Linked DNA regions of Ostrinia nubilalis: region 1 is linked to region 2. A link is a contact called in public Hi-C data. All regions are on one chromosome and are shown on one strand. The core of a region is the stretch at or near the end of the contact, and the rest is flanking DNA. Distances in the headings are between cores, read along the strand shown.

What was found. Hi-C and Micro-C count contacts between places; a contact is called where the count stands out from the background.
Region 1: a Hi-C map of whole body shows a contact between it and region 2, with 4 times the contacts expected there. The contact joins the promoter of LOC135078965 here to the promoter of LOC135078511 in region 2. A contact is called at or near these places in 2 of 5 Hi-C or Micro-C datasets (both in whole body).

What each region holds. Positions count from the first base shown.
Region 1 is chr15:12,119,023-12,125,046 of ilOstNubi1.1, forward strand. It overlaps LOC135078965 (neuropeptide receptor 22), which reads left to right and starts at 4,315. Exons shown (of 8, transcript XM_063973564.1): 1 at 4,315-4,386; 2 at 4,916-5,064; 3 at 5,348-5,502. The coding sequence starts at 4,324.
Region 2 is chr15:11,148,655-11,154,691 of ilOstNubi1.1, forward strand. It overlaps LOC135078511, which reads left to right and starts at 3,944. Exons shown (of 9, transcript XM_063973052.1): 1 at 3,944-4,131; 2 at 4,445-4,704; 3 at 5,411-5,615; 4 at 5,725-5,937. The coding sequence starts at 4,075.

The DNA of each region.
Region 1 (6,024 bases), core at 3,065-5,564, 970 kb after region 2:
CGGTCCATTTGAAATATTCATACGGTAACTAGAAGGCATTAATGTTCAATGCGCTTTATCATACGTCTGAGGGTTTTGCTCTTTTTCTTCCCATTATTAGAGGGTTTTGTATTCTATAAGCTTTTCAAGGAGGTTCCTTTGAAAGGCTTTGTTAAATGTGGAAAAAGGGTTCTGTTTTTGAAGCAATGGCATACTTATTTACTGAACTTTCATGGACATTAACATTATGTGTACTTATGTCATCATCATCATCATCATTTCAGCCAATAGATGTCAACTGCTGAACCTATGCCTCAAAGATTTATAGATTGGCTGCTTTTTAGAGGCCTGCATCCAGCGCTTTTCTGCAACCTTTAAAGGAATTTGTAAACCTTGTGGGTGGACATCTCACGATGCGCCTGCCAGTACCGGGCCTTAGATATTTTCCGACCTACTCGTATGTAAGTAAGTTTTAAGTTTAAGAGGGTAGAGCCACTAGGCTCTACCATCTATCCAAATACTAATTTGGATAATATAATTTATCTGGTATCTTACAATTTGAACAAAGTCATTACAGGGACTTCTTAATATGGAGGCAAAGGATCTTAAATATTTTTAGGATAACCAGTTCGCGGTTTTTATTTATTCATTAGTTACAAAAACTTAGTTTCACATTCTTGGTCAACCACCTTGAAAAATACAATCGTCGTCTATTTAACCGTAGGTAGGTACATTAAAACCGCATATTGACTAAAGCCAGTGAAACACGATAAATCGAGTGGAAATTTTAAAGCAGTCAATGCGAAATCATGTCCCCACAGACTGAATAAAATCTAATAAAATCCGTCTGTGGAGACATGCGGTGGAATCGTACGTAATGAAATGAATGACGCGCTTCGAGTGGAAGGTAGGGTGAGTTGGTTAAAGGACTGTAAGGAATTGTTGGGTTTTAACTGAGATTTTTTTAGATATTACTCATTAAAGTTTGCGACCTGGAAGTCCAGGTTAGCAAGGGCTAAACTTATTAAACACTGTTACTCATTTAACTTAGGTAAGTAGTTTTAGATGGTATTTTGGAACAAAAATATTCATAGTCTGGTCCAGTCAGCGTCCAATAGTTCGTAACACTCAAACTAGCCGAAAAGTTCGCAACACGTCTTTGTTACAATTGGAATGGTTGTGTTGTCAGCTTTTTGAACACTTTGGGTATCATGAACTGTATGACTGACTGTACTGTCCCCCGTTTCTTTCTTCAATACTACAGCCATCTTTGGGCGCACCAGCACCGCCAAGATAGTTAGGAGTCGAAGTGGTCGCTATTGCCAAAATCGGTCGGATTAATAATACTTATCATAATTATCAGGACAGTAACACAAAAATCAGAGTATTTTTGACTAAAATAATAAATAAGGATAAGTACTTACATGGCTTCCGATCTATGTGGGTGGCAATGAATCCCGATGACCTTGAAGCCCACCCCACCAGGCAGTCAAAGTAATCTGGTAAACAAAAAAAATCCTTTTTAATAACAAAGCCTCAAAACAAACCTGCACCTGCATTATCTGCAAATTGCAGACTTAATAAGAACATGGAGTGACGTTATTTCGCTTTATCTTTCGCAAAACGAGGCGAGGACGGCAAAGACAGTACTTAGGGTAATTGCTCGCCGCAACGCAGAACAATCAGACGTGTCGCAAAGAATCAAAATCAGGGACGGAGTCAGGGCATACTTTGTTTTTAGTTCGTTCGTTCGTTTCAGCCGAAAGACGTCCACTGCTGGACAAAGGCCTCCCCCAAGGTTTTCCACAAAGACTGGTCTTGCGCCGCCCGCATCCAGGCACCTCCCGCGACCTTCACCTGTCGGTCCAACTAGTGGGAGGCCTGCCCACACTACGTCTTCCGGCTCGTGGTCGCCACTCGATAACTTTTCTGCCCCAGCAGCCATCAACTCTACGAGCTATGTGTATTTTTAGTTCATCACGAACTAAATATACAGTACAGTAGAATCTCGATTATCCAGATATCCGATTATCTGGACTCATACTTCATGGCTCTAGTTACCGATTTAGGGCCTCAATCATCGATCCATCAACACGGCACGGCGCCGCCACCATAACACGGTATCGGACGTCGTCTTGATTTGATTCACATGGTCTAAGGCGAAGTTTTTTGATTCATAGTTATAACCAATTGTTAAATTTTGCTACTAATGGTTAAATATTAACAAAATGGAAACTAATAGTTAAAAAATGTACTAAAAGTCAAGCTAACCATTGTTCGAAAAAAATATTTTCTGATATTTAACCACTCGTCATTTGACATCTGTTAAATTTGACTATTGGTTATTTTAACTACGAATAAAAAAAACTGGGCCTTAATGATGTATGCAAACCAGTTTTCTTAAAAAAAAAAGTGAATTATTGTTTGATTTTCCTTTGAAATCGATAGACCTATAGGCTCTTTAAGAACAATAAAATTGACGATGAAAGTTCCAATTTAATTAGCCCAGACAGAGTTCCAATTTAATTTAAAGTTATTTTTGTTTTTATTTCGAAAGTTGCCCCAAGTCCGTCCCTGTTTTACAGACTGCTACATGTCACGTTTTCTATTACACACTAGCAAATTTAACTTCGCAATTATGCCGAGTTTTATTATGGGGTTAGACCATAATGGCACATTTGACTGCAAGGGATTTGAGATGTGTAAGTAACCTAATTCGAAGAAATTAAAGCCGACAGTGGCTTGCGAGTGTCGTGGAAAAAGTTGCGGCGAATCTGTATGAAATGCATGGAGTAAGAGTATGAAAAATGGAAGACTGTGGGTGTTTCTCATTGTTTTAATGGAGTCGAATAAGTTAGACTAATTATGTACTTCCAGATATCTTTTAACTGGTTTTTGTTTACTGTTATTAGGAGCCATTTAGCTAATTAAATCTATAGGTACCTGCTTACGATGGCTTTCAGTGAGTGTTATCTGGTACTTTTATGTAGCCGAACGGTAAAGGTGTCTGACTGACCGACTCGCGTTCCTACGAAACACAGGTTCGAACCCCGTCGCCGCTTGACTATTTGTGGTAAACCTATTGGTAATAGGCAATATTTCTATTTTACTTACGAGAGGTTAACGTGGCCATTAGTAATTTGTGCAACACAGATAATTATTAAAAAATAAAACTGAAAAAGGTAAGTTTGATGAAAACAGGTCGTCAGGTAGCTTTCTTAAAGTTCATGATCGCCAGCCATTATATTTGATTGTGTATGCAAACATGAGCACAGTTTATAAATACATTCAAGCGTCTTATCTACACATAAGTGACTCCCAAACATTCAAGTTAACTGCATTATAATGAAGTTTATTTTATTGTCTTGGTTTTCACATGACACTCATAAAAATGTCGTTTAGATGTGTGGCATTAAGATTACTGGATAAGCTCAATGTCAAATTGTAGTAAATTATGGTCATTTGTGTAGAATCGGCGCTTGAACATGTTAGAAAAATAGGTAAACCTGCGATTTCTTTGACCCCTCTATTATTTTTACTCACATCACATCACTAAAGATGTAGGTTAGGCAGATATAGTGATGATGATAATCCACAGTATTTTTATCATCTTTCAACATTAATTGTTTGTCCATTCTCCATAAAAAAATGTTTTCAATACAAAAATAATTATTTTGTTCTAGTCTGGGAAAAAAAATATTTCCTAGGATTTTAACAAGATTTTAAAAATACTGGTAGGTATTCGCAAAGATTGAGAAATTCTTTTTTTCACTGAGAAAAAATTATGAATTAAATCAAAATATTTATTCACGCCATCTATCGCTTAGTAAAGACACTACGCAGTAATAATAACAGCATCCCTTGACAGCGTCATCTAGCGGTAAGGTACTGCACTAGGATAGCTAACATTGCCATCTAGTGTCGAATAGCTGAACCAACTTCACAGTGAACAAGATTCCTAGCATCAAAACTTAAATAAAAGCTAGTGAAAAAGTTTCGTATACAACTACTAGATGTCACTATTTGGCAAAAAAAGTACTACCTCTCTTATCCGACTGCAGAAAAATGTATTCTTAATTGGAAATACAATGTAAGTAAGTAAACAATTTTTATTGTGAACTTTTACTGTAAAAGATTAAGTAAACAGTTACTTTCAAACGAATTGTTAGGTTTTTCCAGCTATACGAGTATTATTACTACGCTAAAGCTTCGACCTTCCCAAAGCGAATCGGTCGAATATTTTGACACAATCAATCATAAAGATAAAAAAGCTTTCATGGTAATGGACTACTGCATATTATCTCGAGTGGCAGATAGCACTTGCCATTCCGTCATGGTTTTTGAATGTGGCGTCCGTCTTTTTGGGAGCATTGGACCATGGATTTGGATGAAGACGACTTGCTCAACGTAAGTTCTGATTTATTTTACTACGTGAATGCCATTTCTTTAAAGAAATATAAGTACCTAACTGGTGAAGTTTGTAAAGTACCGAGTTATTTTTTGGTAATAATAAACCAACGTTAACGTTAAGTAGGTAGGTAGGTACTTTACTTACTGATAATTTTTATCATTGTCTGATGATTAAAATAACTCGAAAAAGCTCTATCTTTAAAATTACGATTTAAAGTTAAGTTTAAGCTTAAGCCAAAGTTAACACAAGATTAAGGTACTCTTAAAACTTATTATTGACATGAATGTAATGAAACAACATTCGAGTAGGGTGGATGTACCTAACTTCTGTACGTATACAAACTTAGTCGTTATTTCTATCTACGCTTGAATTCAAAAAGTATAACCATAGTCTGATAAGCTGTACACAAAAGGTATATTATGTTTTACTCAGCATCCATCCACTTTTTTTAGGAAGGAGAGGCGAAAGTTTAGAAAGTTTTTTTTTTTTTCAAATTAACAAAAAGGCCGCCAATTTTCTTTTCAGTGGGACACAACGCAGCATGACTTCCCCAACGTGCTGTGGATCATCAAGCCCCCCCAAGAGATCGCCGTCAAGACCATCGCCATGCTGGTCATCGGAATCTCTGGGATATTTTTCAACTCCATCATCCTTATTATTCTTATTCGTAACAAGTTAGTTTTTTTTATCAGGAGGCAGTGATTTTATTTATTGAAACAGACCTATCATTACACAACGTACAATGGCCAAAAAATATTTGATAATTTAACCATTCTGCCTTAACTTATTTTTGGATTTTTCATTATTATCTTTACTAGACTAATGTCAATAACCTGTACCTACCTACTTATATAAAATATTGGATGCAAAATACACTGATGGATTTTTGAAAATAAGCAGTGATTTTGAGTTCGTAAAAGTTATTTTGGTTATCATAAACTAAAACATAACCCATAGATGGCTCTGGTGTGCCAGCAACATGCTCATCGGCAACCTGGCGCTGGTGGACCTGGTGACTCTGCTCTTCTGCCCGTGGTTCATGCTGGTCAGGGACTTCTACCAGAACTACGTGTTGAAGACTTTCGGCTGCCAGTTTGAGGGCTTTATGCAAGGTGTGTATCAAAAAAGGTTGATGAACATTTCAGATTCATATTCTTTATCATCGTTTCAGTCACAGGACGGCCACTACTGATTTAAGACTCTCTCCAGCTTTTAGATTACATTGTTGTAAGATACATTCATAGCTGGGCATAAACTCGTTAATTAACGAAGTTAACATTTCTATTAACGGATTAACTTTTAAGTTAACTTTAAAAAATGTTAACGGACTCGTTAACTTCCGTTAAATTATCCTAAGTCCGTTAATTGTTAATCCAGTACCTATTATTTACCAAAAAGATTTATTTATTTATTTATTTATTTATTTATTTATTTATTTATTTATTTATTTATTTATTTATTTATTTATTTATTTAAAAAAAACACTAGAAAAACGCGTTCTGACAAGTACGTTCGGGATTCCAGAACTTCCAGAACCCAAAACAACAGTTTTTGTAACCAGAAAGGAACGATATAAAAAATGCATTTTTTTTATATAAATTTACAAGCTTATAATTGACTTCACTTGTTAGTAT
Region 2 (6,037 bases), core at 2,694-5,193:
GTTTATGGTTGTCCATAACTTATCCTATTATGATGATGTAGCCGGATTATCAGAGACATTTTTTATCAAAAATTTGTAAGCTCTATGCGTAGCGTTTGCGCAAGACAAAAACCGGTAAGGCACCGAAATATTATACTGAGACTGATTGCCCAACATTATAAAGTACCAAGAAAAAACGACATTCAAAATAGGCTTTGCATTATTTAAAAGGTACGTACTATGTCATAGCGATTAATTTGTCCATTAAAAATAACGCTATCACAAAAAAGTTACGCAATGTGATAATTTGTACAATAGAGTTTTACACATTTCTGTTTTGTTTCGTTTTTTTTTTATCCACAACGATGAAGACTCTTGAACTTTATATTTACAGCTGTGATATTAATATACGTAGTATACTTATTGAACCGACTCTACTTTTACTATAAAGAGCACTATGGTAATTAGGTAGGTGCGTAAGTAAGTCTTTCATGGTAATGAATTTATTTACCCTCTATTTTGCTTACGAAGCACGCGTTGACACGACAACGACATTTTTTAACTTATCTAAAAAATGTTGTACAAAAAAGGGACCAGACTGAACCATCCATCATTAGGTAAAAAATCCAAAAATATCAATTCTATCGCTACCTGTTTTTATCTCTATCAGTTGGATATGTTATTACAACGAAAAAACGTCTGTCAACTTGAACTTATTTAAATCTATATTTTTATTAGAAAGTTTTGACAAGAACAACTAGAAAAGTTTTTAGGACAGACCATCCCAAAAAAATCAAAGTAAAAAAAATTGTTGACTTCAGTAAGGTACTTTTATAGTGAACCACGGCTAGCCTTACTTGTAAAATTATAAGTATTATACAACAACAAAATTGAAAAGAAAATTTTATCAATATTTCATAAATAAAATTATACACCTTACTAACATTAATCTAATACTCGTATTACACACTTGGTAAAACTAAAAAAAACTCTCAAAACTCATTTATTTTTGCAAATAGGCTTTTAAAAAGCACTTTTACACGTCCCAGTATTAACCCTATCACTGCTTCGGGACAAGAAATGTAGAGTGCTGAGAAGAAGCAGCGCAAGAAACTCAGTCACTATTCGTTTGTCTTAAAATCCAAAACCTCTTCGTAAATTACAATAATTACTTATTCTGAGAACCTTTGACAAGCTTTAGAACACTTCACACCTCCTCTAACATTAATCTTACTTTTTTGTAAACAAATAATTCTTTTTGGATGATTTCTAAGAAAACTGTTGTCACCGACATTTGGTTGTGAATAAACTCCAGAAAGTTAAGGATCTATCTGCGTAGAAATTAGGTAGATATTTGCTTGAAGTGTAATCATAGGCCTGTCCATACCCACACATGATCTGTCACCCTTAAAACGGCGAAGTCCTCGGCATAAATACAAAATTATGTGCATGGGAACCGAGTCCCTTCTATTCGATCGACTAAATACAATAAACATATTTTTATACCTTTAGAATGCGGTTTTTTCTTTATTAAAGTTATTACGATGTTACAAAATCCTATAACATAAATTTTGTAATAAAATTAATCCCGTTCTATCACAAATTGTAGTCCTCAGTACCTCTAGTAGGAAAAACTTTCGAGTTCGTTTCGTTGCGTATTCAAAGTGTCATCGAAAAATTTTGTATGAAAAATTAAACAGCGCCCCCTAGGGCGGCTATAATATAGGGGGCGCTGTTTAATTTTTCATACAAAATTTTTCGATGACACTTTGAATACGCAACGAAACGAACTCGAAAGTTTTTCCTACTAGAGGTACTGAGCTGTTGTAGTCAAAAGCCGTTAGTTAGTTAGTCGTCGTTCGCCTTTAAGAGATATTAAAAATGAACTTGTTGTCCAAGTAAATAGTAGGATTTTTTTACATATTAACATGTTAAAATTTTAAATTGTCACTTGAGTTGCTTGTTTTGGATCCAACATTAAAATTGCAAGTAGGTATTATTTTTGATCATTTAAGTATGTTGCACCGTTTTGACCTTATCGATGTCCTGTGGCTCATAAATTGACATTGACATCAGGGTTGTGACCCTGAGGTGAAGTTGATAAAAAATAGCTGTTGCAACCCTCACGAGAGAAGATCAAAACTTAAGTGAAAAAAATAAACAACTGCTAAAATGTAGGTATTGCAAAGATGTGGGGCAACAAATGGCGTGGCACAAATGCAGGAACAATAGTAAAAATATTCCATTGTAAGAGAAATTGTTCCGATCAATAAAAGAACGAAAGTTGGGAGTGGCTAAAAGTAATAATGGTAAAATGTCATAACCACAGTTGAAATGGCAATATTGACAACAGCAAGAGTTAAATATAAAGTCAAATAAATAATACTTTCCTACTTTTTTCCTGCTTGTTTGCTGAAAAAACTGCAGCTTAAGTAGTTTTTCTCCCAATCCATGGGTGAAAATTTTTATGAAAAATCATCCATGTAAGTATAAAAGTTACTGCTGTGGTCTACCATATTTATAATTTATCACTGACCTGAATGTGTCATTATTTATTAGGTACGTGACTCAAATCGCTACTGATGTGGGGATTTCTGACTGTGAGCAAATGTATTTTATAAATTAAATTACTTAATTATTAGAAATATTTTAACATAATATTAATATTTAATTTTCTAAACCTCAATACTGATGATGCAACTGTTTTTGTGTCATGAGTGCCTTTTTCCTGTGATGCGGATTTCGGCACTTGTGGGGATTGAATATGCATTTAATTATAATTATTTCATACTTACATGTTTTTTTTAAACGTGGATTGGCTGCGGGTACACAGTACGAAATCTTTGTCCTGCGTGCAACCAGCAGGGGGCGTACCTAGTGTGAGTTTATATTATCAAACGTCGTCACTAGTGAGCGCGTAAAAAAAGACACTGACGCCCGTATTCACAAACGATACGTCTTGCTTAAGCAGCAAATCGAACGCACAGTGTTGAATAGAGCTTTGTGATTGGTTCGTGTGTCACCTTGTAAGTCCACGCGCACTGTGAGACCTCATAGTAATGTTTGTGATTACAGCGCCCCTAGCGGAAACTTTGAAGAACTAATATTTTCGTATATTTTTTTAACGCGCTCACTAATGAGGACGTTTGATGTAATGTAAACTCACACTATGTAAGCCTCAGATCATAGAAAGGGATGATATGAGTGAGATTGTAAGCCCTCACGCGGACCACGCGTGCCGACATCCGCATCTGTAGGTACTATTTCTTAAACTTAGCCTTCTGTGATGATTTGTCTTTGATGGTAGTGGTAACAATTTGTCACTACCAATATGGTAGTATGAACGAATTTTAGATAATGGTGATAAAAATACTACGAGGGAGGGGTTGGTAGGTTACTAAGTTAAAAAACGCTTTTTTTAAAGAAAGTAAGAAGTAAAACCACAGAATAATGGTAAAACTTAGCCACATTTTACATTTGAAATTTTTTTAAATTCGTTTTTTTACCTATTAAAATGAAATTTTTAAACTTGGTATTACTACGAGCTAGGAATTCGAGTTCTCGCTGCTTTGTGTAGTGTACCGCCATCTTGCGGTGAGTAGCCATGTTTGTTTACCATCGTTGCTTAAACGGACTGTCCCTAGATGTCGTTTAATACGTAACATTCAACAGTAGCACAGATAATACAGTAGACAAATAGAAATTTAAAAAAAAATATTTGCATTAAAAAATGGTAAATTGGGTGTCCAATTTTATAGGCCCAGTGTTATTTTTGTTTTATTTTTAAATATAATAATAGCTCATTTAAGAATATTTATCGATACCCTAAAATTGCTAATTGGTAATTTGGTAATGAGTATCACTTTCTCTTTGATTTGTCTATGGTTAGAAAAATTTAAGAGGAGGAGGGATTTTTCATTTTAAATTCAAATCTGCATAATCACCACGCGGTTGTTACTTACGAGTTGGTATTTCATAAAAGTAATTTGGTGATCTTAAAAAATATTACTACAACGAATTTTGTTTTAGGCAACAGTTGATAACGAAAACAAGTGAATTATTAATAATAACAATAAAATTCTGAGTACTACAAAAATGAGTGGTTTTACGGTTAAGTTTACGGTAACCCAATGTGATCCAAAAAACTATGGAGTAAGTATTTATTTAAGACTCAAATCCTTTAATAACGTTTGTTTTTTGTAATGCAAGCATAACTATTACTACTTATCGTGATTGTGTCTTGATTATGAGTAATTAGCTAACTACCCTACAGAAAAAAACGTATTCTGAACGAATTTTGTTCTATTTTATTTTTGATACCTAATAATTATGTAGGTACCTACTTAAATATTTCTTAAAGTAAAATTCTACTTATAATCATTATTATTCTCCACTGTGGGTAACTTACCCATCCTAAATATGTTCTTAAAAGTTTTAATAACATTTTTTCCTATATTTTTTTTAGACAAAGTTGCTGAGAGTGATGGGGGATTGGCAACTGGAAAGCAAAGACGTTAAAACAAGAATAAAGAATTTGTACTATGCTGATACCTGGAGAGATTGTCTTTTTTTATTTGATGATAGCGAGCGATCGGTGGTAGCTCACAAACTGGTGCTCGCTGTAGCCTCGCCGGTGTTTGCCGCCATGTTCTTTAGCGGACCAGAAACTATTAAACCTATGAAAATAACTGACGTACAGCGTGATACTTTTTTTGAAATGATAAAGTAAGTATTGAACAGTAAGTGTTTTACTTACCTTTATTAATTTGTCCGCCATATAATAATTATATAAAATATAGAATACCCATTACCAAAATATATTATGTAATACATAGGTATGTCGGGCCCTATTGCGATTAATCTAGCTAAACTAACTTTTATTCTTCTTATAATTATTATGTATAGGTACTAATATTATTAGGTCTTCACCTATGAAATAAGCGTTTTGTATAGAGGATTTTACGAAAATTCATTTTACCATACTAACATATTTCGAATTTTTAAAGAACCACAAATTCAAATTTTATAGGGTAGAATAAAACAACATTTAGCTATTATTATAATAATGTAATAGAAAAGGCTAAGATTTTTTTTTTAAATTGGTATCTGTAAAAAAATATTTTTATAACGAAAACGGACGCCACATAGGACGAGCTGTCTTTGAAGATTAAATTCTAATCTAATTAATAGTAAAAGTAAGCTAACCTTAAAAATGAAATTTCAAATAAAAAATTATGATGAATATAGCTAAGTGTACCTATGTTAGAGAAAAAAACGCTAATTTAATAGGTTTTTGCATAACATCATTTTGATTATAATTTATTGTGCTATTATAAACACTTTTTTTCATTTTACTCTGTTCTGCTGGTCGTAATGTTTCAGATTTTTTTTTTTTATTAAAATGATCCAACAATTTGTAAAATTATTTCAGGTACATATACACTGACACTATAGACCCGAAGTCATTTTGCGATGCCAGTGATCTATATGACGCGGCTAAAAAATATAAGTTGGTACAACTACAAAAACTGTGCATACAATATATTTTGCGTGAATTAAATCCAGAAGATTGTTGTTCTGCATATGAATTTGCTGTGAAGTATGATGAAAAAGAATTGTTGAAAGCGACCGAAAATGTGAGTAACTTATTTATTTGATTTGATAGTTGGAAGTGTTAAACCCTAATCTATCTAAGTTTTGTAATAAATTTATTCTTATTCTTAATCTTTGCTTTTTCTTTTGTAGTTTATAAAGACTAGAACTACGGAAGTGTTAAAGAGCATTGACTTTCTAGGTGCATCGCTAAGCACTGTCCAGTATATTTATTCTTTGGATACCTTTGCTATTAAAAGCGAATTGGAATTATATGTAGCTCTTCAGAAATTTGCCGTGACCATCGGTTATTACGACTCAGAGCCAAGTGGTGAAAACAAACAGATTAGCGAAACAACTCAGAAAGTGAGTATAAATGCATTGAACGGGTGTAAAAATAAATATTCATTACTGCAACGAGAGAACCTCATTCTGCAATTGAGTTTAAGTAACCACCATTACTTAG